Regions from separate parts of the Mus musculus genome. Here region 2 is linked to region 1. A link is a contact called in public Hi-C data. All regions are on one chromosome and are shown on one strand. Each heading gives the region's core, a stretch centred on a gene start, on an enhancer-like site or on the middle of the called end of the contact. The rest is flanking DNA. Distances are from core to core; before and after follow the strand shown.

Region 1 (4,016 bases), core at 545-3,044:
CATTCTGGTGGTGTGGTGGTTTGAGTAAGAATGGCTCCTGTAGGTTCATGTATTGGAGTGCTTGATCTCTAGTTTATGGAACTATTTGGGAAGGATTAGGGAATATGGTTTTGTTGGAGGAGGTGTGTTACGGGAGTTTGAGGTTTCAAAAGTCCACACCATTCCCAGTTAGCACTCTGTCTGCCTCTCTGTCTGTGTCTGTCTGTCTGTCTGTCTGTCTGTCTCTCCCTCTCTCCCTCCCACCCCAAACCTCCTGCCTTGTGCTTTTGGCTCAGCTACTGCTCTAGTGCCATGTACACCTGCTGTCATGCTCCCCACCATCAGAAAATGAACACTAAACCTCTGGAGCTTTGACCAACCCCACAAACTAAGGACTTTCTTCGATAAGTTATCTTGGTCATGTGATTTATCTGGCAACAGAAAGAAAATAAGACAGGTGGAAGGACTGAGTGTCTCTTTCTTGAGGTCTTTCCTTTTGAACTGGCAAACTTTTCCTGAGGAAACTTTCCATGCCTCATGGGGATGTTGGATAGAAGCTGGAGGCTTAAGTCCTACCTCTTGTTTGTAACTTCTGGTTACAAACAAATCCCTTGTAACTTCTGGTGCTTTATTTCCAGTACCTTCTTGCCATCCCAGAGACACAACACACAACATCTCTGGGCCAAGTTATCCTGAGAGTCACCCATGTAGTAGCTCACTTAGATAGGAAGGGGATCTAGAGGTTGGTGTGGGTCAGGCCTGATGCCTTTCTAAAGAATATGTGCACTACTGACTCTATGTTCAGTTCCACTTATGCTTCTGGAAGCATCTGGAAGCTCTGTGCCTTAAGCCTTTGAGGCACCTGAGCAGATTCTGGCTGGCTGCTTATGCTGTCCTCTCTCCCTAGACATTTCGCTTACTTTTTGGGTTTCCCCTTCCAGCTGTCTTTGTCCTTTTCTGGCTTCTTAGTGGAGGTGGAGGAAAGAAATATATAATCAAATGTGATTATGCCACAGGACTGTAGACTCCATGCTGATATCAGACACCTCTGCAGTCTGTTCCTTTCCCTAGTTCCATTCTGACTTGGGGTTAAGTTTATCTCTTTACCAAGTTCCTCCCTTATGTTGTTTCCCTGCCTTCTGCTCTTCCTCTCATCCTCCATGTCTGGTGTCTCCTTTTTGACACTCTCCAGCTGTGTTCTGCCTTCTAAGAAGTCTTCCTTAACCCTGTCCTGGCCCTGACTGGCCAAGATTAAGGAAAAGACCTTGCTCTGCTGTCTTCAACTTGGTGCCAATGCCCCCTTGGCCCACCAGTCTTGCTTGCCATGGAATTGTCAGCTTTATGAAGGAGGGCTTGCTGCAGACTTGCGGAAGGTATGTGCTCCCATTTACCCTGTCTCCCCAGCTGAACCCAGTGCTAGGGTAAAGAAGCTTCGGATTTGTTGGATTCATAAATGAATGCTATAATTAAAGTATGATTATATATAAATTATATACTTAATATATAATTATGCAAGTCATAGATTGATGTTATAGCTCATTTATGGGAACATTAAATACTTGACAACTTAATGAGCCTATAGTCATGAATGACCGAAGTCCATTTTGGTATGGGCAGAGGGCAGAAAATGGGGAACCACCCAGGAGTTCTCAAAGAAGTCCCTATAAGTCACCCAGACCTGGCCTCCCTGAGCCCCTAAAGAGAAAGCAGACGGGAGTTGAGCCACAACAATTCATCTTCTATAGCTGACTTGCTGCTGGAGGTGGAGCAGAAGATCCAGGGTTGGGGCACTATGTGTGCCTCCTGCACCAGCTCCATCTGGTCTTCTGAATGAAGCCAGAGAGGCAGAGTGTCTCCATGGGGAACCAGAGAGTCTGGACAGTGCCTCCAGCCCTCTCCCTTGGCATTCTGATATTGCTTGTGCTGCTATTTCATGCCATCACAAAATTCTCTGACCATCTCAAATCCCCAGCCCCTCTTTCCACTGCTCCAACTGCAGGGGCTAGTTGTCAGTCTGGCTGGCTCAGTCTCCTAGCAAACATTTTTTGTTCCTACTACCTGACACATTGCCTGTCTTGGGTGGACCTTGGCAGGAGCACAAACAGGCACAGGGCCAGGACTCTGGAGTGAATGTCTGGGTGTGGTACAAGAGTCCCTTACCACCCCTGCCCTGGTTTTCTTGTCTATAAACCATGTGTGAAAACGACATCAATTTATTGGATTGTTGAGTGGGTTAGCCACAAATTGCTGAGAACTCTGCCTGGTTCACACCCACCTTACAAAGTGTTTCCCATGATCACCAAGCAAGTGCTTAGGAAAGATCTGCTGGGTTAATTGAATCAGGTGTTAGCAGTGGGATTATCACTCTGCTCTGGCAACCATGGCCTCCCTGTTGGACTTTCTGCCTCCCTCTGATCTCTTTCAGTCTGCCCTCTGTTCTGGATGCTCACAGCTTTGGGGAGGTCAAGCCTATTCTGCTCAACACTGTTCTGTTTCTCTGCCTCTCCCCAATCCCACATGCACATGTGCACACAGATTGCTGAATGTGTTCACATCCATGGGAGTATTTGCTCTTCCCATGCTCTCTTATGCTCCAGTCTGATCCCATTCTCCCAGCTTTCTCTCCTCTCTCTGCAAGCTGCTGTCCAGTTTTTGGTCCTGGAAGCCCTCATGATGCCTTTGGCTCTGTTATCTTCATCCCTGGAAGGCAATTATTTTCAGCTATATCTAGTGCTAGAGAGGTTCCCCTGTTAGACTTTCCCATTTTGTTACTCTCCTGAACTTCTTGAGGAGGCTCCCATCACAACTCTTTGGCCTATAGGAGCCCTCCACCCCCATTTTTCGATGAGCCCCACATGGACCTTAGGAAGAGCGTTGACCATCTCGGCCACAGTGACTTCCTTCTGCTTCAGTGGCTTTCTGTTCACCTGGGGAACAGTATTCTGAGGGCTTCAGGCTAAAGCAGTTCTCTTGTTTGTCTTGGCTGGGTCTCAGAGTTCTACTGGGCTCAGGACTGGGTTTGCCTTTTCTGCTCACCACTTCTGCACTATCCCATTCATCTCTCCCGTCTCTAGGCCCTTCCCTCATTACCCAACTTAGACTTAAAGGCTTAGGGCAGAGTTGAGGGGGAGCTGTCCTGTTCCATCAGCAGCTTCGCCTATGCCCCCCCCCCCACCATCATACCTTCCCATCTGCTCTTTGCCCAGCTCCTGAGTTGTTGAGGAGACAATGGAAGTAAAGCAAGGGAAAGGACTTGCACAGAGGTAGCGAGTGGAGCTAGGATTGAGTTGTTTCAGTTGTGGGTATGAAGAGTATTCCCTGGCCTCCCGTCCCCCACACCCTGGCAGCATCTCTCTTCTCCCATTGACATTAACTCTTCAGTACTCCACTTGCTACTGGACCACTTGTGCCATCCTGAAGGCATGGCCAAAAGTATTATGTGGTGAGGAGCTGTCCTGAGGCTGAAGTGCTGAGGGATCAAGCACCAGTGCACACGAAGGGCACTGTCCAGGGTGGGTCCCGGAGTGAGTGCCTACTCCAGTGTTCCTTTCAGAGGGTGCAAGGTTTGTTTGCTCTGTGGGACTTGAAGTCTCATCTCAAAGGCCTTTTGCATGGCCACCTACAGCTCATCTGTCACTTTTACCTTAGTGTGAATGAGATCATGTTTTTTCTGTGAGTGCAGCCTCTCATTATTGAGGGCCCTAGAGATGGAGATGGAAATATATTTCCTGAGTTCACAGCCTACGCCAGGTGGTCTAGAAAGACTCCCTAAGCCTACATCTCACAGCCAAGGCTGCTCCTCTGGGCCCCCTGAGACACCCTTGTCACCATTCTCTGCCTGTGCTCCCTGAAAGGAGACACTGAGTAGACACACAGGAAGCTGCAGGGTGGCTATGGGCATGAGGAAAAGAGAGCAGACCCAGGGAGAAAAATGAAGTCCCTTGAACATTAGCAAACCTCTACTCTCTGCCTTGACCTAGCACAAATCCCCAAATTCCCAGGGTTGCCTTTCTTTGGGGAGGACTGTGGGAGGAAGG
Region 2 (4,016 bases), core at 425-2,924, 33 kb after region 1:
AAGAACCAGCAGTATGTAATGAGCCAGGAACTGGATGCACAAACTCAAAGCGTCAGGATTCCCGTAGTGGAGTGATCTGATCTACTGTGGGTAAGTGATTGCATCTCCCCCTCCCTGGCAGCCCCTAGTGCCAATGTCCCATGTTTCATGTTCCACTTCCTATGTGGAGGCTATCAACAGCCCTGCCTCCCCTTGAATGTCTCGCAGTTTGCAGAGTACTTTCACAGGTGACATCTCATTTGATCCGTCCTACATCAAGGCTGGAGGCCAAGTAGAGAAGCTGACCTCCAGTTTGGGAAAACAGACCAGAGAGAGATGCAGTGCGTTCTAGAGCTGCTCCTGATTGACTGCTGACTTCTGCCCAGCGTCTAGCTGTACTCTCCCTAGAGGGGGTCCTGACCACTCTTAAGAGAGAAGACATATTCTCCACTGCTCTTCCTTTGGAACATGGCCTGAAAGAACACAAGCGAGTGCCAGCTGTCTACGAGGTGACCAGTGCTTCCTGGACTAAGTGGGGAATCATAAACTTGCTGTCTGTATATAGGACACTCCATACATCTTTCTGGAGCATCAGGTTGCTTCCTATTCTTAGCCTTTCTGTTTTCATTGTGAAGTCGGATGTAAAATGATCATGTAGGTCTTACCAGTTAGGGTTCTGTGTGGCTCCCATTCATGGGTCTTCTCCATCTCCTTGTCCTTTTGTTTTCAGCTAGACTGACCTTGCTAACAAAAGGCTCAAGTTCTTTCTCCTTCCCTCTTCTTCCTTGAAGGTTCTTCAGAAGGACACACATCAAGGGTGGCTCAGAACTTGCCTGAACAGGCAATGACAGAAGCCAGTTGAGACTAAGTGATGGGGATACAAAGAACTCAGGATGCTGTGACTGGACACAGTTATGCCAAACTGGAGGTGGCAGGATATTGGCACTGTGACCTTATTTGACTGAGTTCTGCTCATTAAGCTCCTGCTTATCAAATTGTACCAGAAGAAGGGTGAGTACACCATATCACCAACAACAATAGTAATTTGTTTAGCATCAGTGAATATATGAGCCTAGTACAAGTTTGCTACTGGCACACAGACTGTTCCTACACAATGTTGTTCTTCTCATGAGCCCAGAAATAGAAACGATGTGGTGCAGGTGAAGAAGTGGAGGCTCAGAAACATCAGGCCGCACACCCAAACTCCCAGAGCTGGCAGGGCAGTCTCATTTATTTTTAACAGACTTCCCGTAAGCACCTCTACTCCTTTTCTGGCTATAGAGGTGTTCTCTGGGGTGTCACATTCGAGGACATCTAGATAGGCACCTGCAATTCATCCCTTCTAGACCCCTGACTGTGAGCAGAGGAGGGCCCAAAGAGGGCCAGGGACTTGCTCAGGTGGCAGGTTGCCAGAGGAGGCTTGGAACACAGAGAAGAGAGGGAGAGGGCTTTCTCTAGTGGATGTTTTGCTGTTGGACAGAAAGGTGGTGAGCCCTGAGGAAGGCACAACTCAGCCCGGAAGCTCTGCGACAGAACTGGGAAAGGGGGGCTGTTACCTCCGCCTCCGCGCCCTGGGTCCCTGCTGCAGCTCTGGCTTGTGTCAGCGCGGTGGTCCTCATCCAGCTCCCCATCTCTGCCCCCGGCCTAACCCCGCCCCCCGGGCTCTCATTGGCCTGCACCCCACCCCCCGCCTGCGAGGTCTGCCGGGGAGGCGGTGGTCTATCGCCTCCCTCGGCCCCGGGCCTGGCTGCGCAGCAGAGGCGGCGCCTCTCCCGCAGGACAGAGCCGGTCGAGTGGCACAGGGTGGGCTAAAGGAGACGAGGGACGCCTCGCTCCGATTCCCGACTGCGACTGGCTGCGACTTTGGAGCAGCGCGGTCCCTTGTGCAGTACGCACACACCGCGGCGCAGGGACACACAGACTTGGCTGCTCGCGGCCACACGCACCGAGAGACCAGGCTCGGCGCGCGCTCCGCGGCGCACACGCTCCAGCCAGTGCGGCTCTGGGCGCGGATTCGCGGGTTGCGCGTCCTCCTGCACCTTCAGCCCCTGCGCCCAGCAGTCCCGACCAGCCCCGAGGCCATCAGGTAAGGACCACTCCTGGCCTGTCCTTCTGCTCCGCACTCGCCCAGCGCCAGACCCTTTTCCAGCGGGGCCCTTGGACCCCTCCTTCAGCCCAGAGGTCTCCAGGAGCCGCGTGCTCTGCCAAACCCAAAGCCAGCGAGGGCCAACGCGGGGCACAGAGTCGGAGCCCATCCTCTCCCGCCGCCGCGGGCTGCCTACGCTTCTCTCTGCTCCATCCAAGTGTCGGACCGTGGCTTGGAGCACATTATTGTAGACCATTCAGTGAGTATCGGCCTAGCTGTCTCAGCCTTTTCTGGTGCCAGAAAGAGGCATTCAGGGGCACGAATGACACTACGGCCAGAGATCCCCCAGAGCTCGATCTCCCTGTCTCCAGGTCGGACCAAAGCGCCTACGTGGATTTGGAAAGAAATGCTGGAGGGTCTCTTGGGAACTCGGTTCTACAGTCTGCAGGGCGTTTGAGGGATGAGCTGCGGAGATAAGATAGGGATCAATTTAGTTTGTGCCCCCAATAGAGATAAGCTTTAGCATTGTTTTTAAAAGGATAGCCCTACGGCTATAGGACTATCCTAAGGATAGTCTTTCCCCGGGGCTCGGGGAGAGGTTGACCAAGAGACGCTTGGGGGTTGGTGGTCTAACAAGGAAACGCCCTGCAGGGCCTGTGGGGGAAAATCGCTGTGGGAGTGGGGTTGCTGTAGTGGGCCCCTCCGAGACCCCTGATGTTTGTTTTAAAGGCCCAGGCTCTGCAGTAGCTAGCTGACTACTGGGAGCAGGATCATATTGTCAGCAAGAGCAAGGGACCAGGCACCAGTTCGTGGAACTAGATCTTCAGGAGCAAACACGCAGGAAGGGGATGGCGATGGCATTTCCCTCGCTGCTAGGGAGTGGAGCTTCAGTTCTAGGAACCCAGAGCCTTCTGGACCACCTTGGCATGAGAGGGGGTCTGGCTAATTCCTCAGTCCATTTCAGGGCTGCTGTGACTACTTTTCTTTACTTCAGGCTGTATGTCCCATAATTCCCTCATGGCCTAAAGAGAGAGAAATAGGCATCTGTTTGGATTTTTTTTTCCCTGTGGCAGCTCAGGTGCATTCCTGTGAGGGTATGTAGGAATTTAGAGCCCATACAGAGGACGTGGAAGGCAGTCTGCCCCCAGACTGCAGTTGGACTGAGGCAGACCATTCGGAAGGTCAAGCTGCAGGCTGGAGGGTGGCTGTGGGTTTGGGACAAGGGTTACTTGTACTGTGATGAGGCCTTTTGGAGCCCAGGGATAGCAGGTAGCTCTTTGCTCAGAAGGCCTTGAGATGCATCTGATATGGTGGCAGGTAAGGCTGGAGGAGCCCCCATTCCCAAGTGCAGGCCTAGGACTCCTGCTCCTCATTGACCTTGGAAAGAACAGGCAAAGGCCCCAGTCTGGACACAAGCCAAACTCTGAACACACAAATTAAAGACAGGACATGCTGGAGCCGGCCTTGAGCCAGATCTTCTGACCAATCCATCAACAAGTGTGTGTGGTGTGACCAGGAGTCAGATGTGGTCCCTCCTACTTTCTGCCATCAGTAGTGGTTCATGGGTGGTGGTGCATCTGTGCTGAGATCCCCAAGGGTCTGTCTGTCTGTCTGTCTCTGTGTATCGAGGAAACATGTCTGTGGTGAGCCTGGAGGAGGACCTTTTCCTGTACTCCCAAGACTGAGCCAGGCTAAAGCTCGCATTCACATCCTGTTTTGTGTGTGTGTGTGTGTGTGTGTGTGTGTGTGTGTGTGTGTGTGTGTGTGTGTGTGTGTTTCAGGCTCGTGGGGGGCTGATTGGGGAAGCACTTTGGAGCTCTTGTTTTCTCACATGGTCACCTCTCTGTCATGCTCCTACTTCTGGACACTCCTTTCTTCCATTTGTATTGAATGGTGACATGGACTCAGTGGATATTTATAGATCAGCACCCAGGTGGGAGTCTAGAAAGGA

Evidence for each region. Hi-C and Micro-C count contacts between places; a contact is called where the count stands out from the background.
Region 2: a contact with region 1 is called in a Hi-C map of cerebellar granule neurons, with 1.6 times the contacts expected there. The contact joins the promoter of Adcyap1r1 here to the enhancer-like site in region 1. A contact is called at or near these places in 7 of 39 promoter capture datasets (embryonic stem cells, epiblast stem cells, frontonasal cranial neural crest and 4 more), 1 of 15 datasets of contacts at CTCF or cohesin (the NIH/3T3 cell line), 20 of 484 Hi-C or Micro-C datasets (the HPC-7 cell line, the N1E-115 cell line, Sertoli cells and 13 more), 6 of 115 datasets of contacts at active chromatin or transcription factors (embryonic forebrain, embryonic hindbrain, embryonic midbrain and 3 more) and 3 of 9 other capture datasets (adipose tissue, liver and pancreatic islet).

The regions. Positions count from the first base shown.
Region 1 is chr6:55,417,122-55,421,137 of GRCm38.p6, forward strand. No RefSeq gene overlaps it. Among named protein-coding and RNA genes, the nearest start is that of 6430584L05Rik, 22 kb to the left of the region's middle. Within about 2 kb of position 1,795, at least 4 of the 459 cell types and tissues checked have an H3K27ac peak or open chromatin away from gene starts, as enhancers often do. A contact at or near this core is called in cerebellar granule neurons and cerebellum, where this site is marked.
Region 2 is chr6:55,450,304-55,454,319 of GRCm38.p6, forward strand. It overlaps Adcyap1r1 (adenylate cyclase activating polypeptide 1 receptor 1), which reads left to right and starts at 1,675. Exons shown (of 17, transcript NM_007407.4): 1 at 1,675-2,065.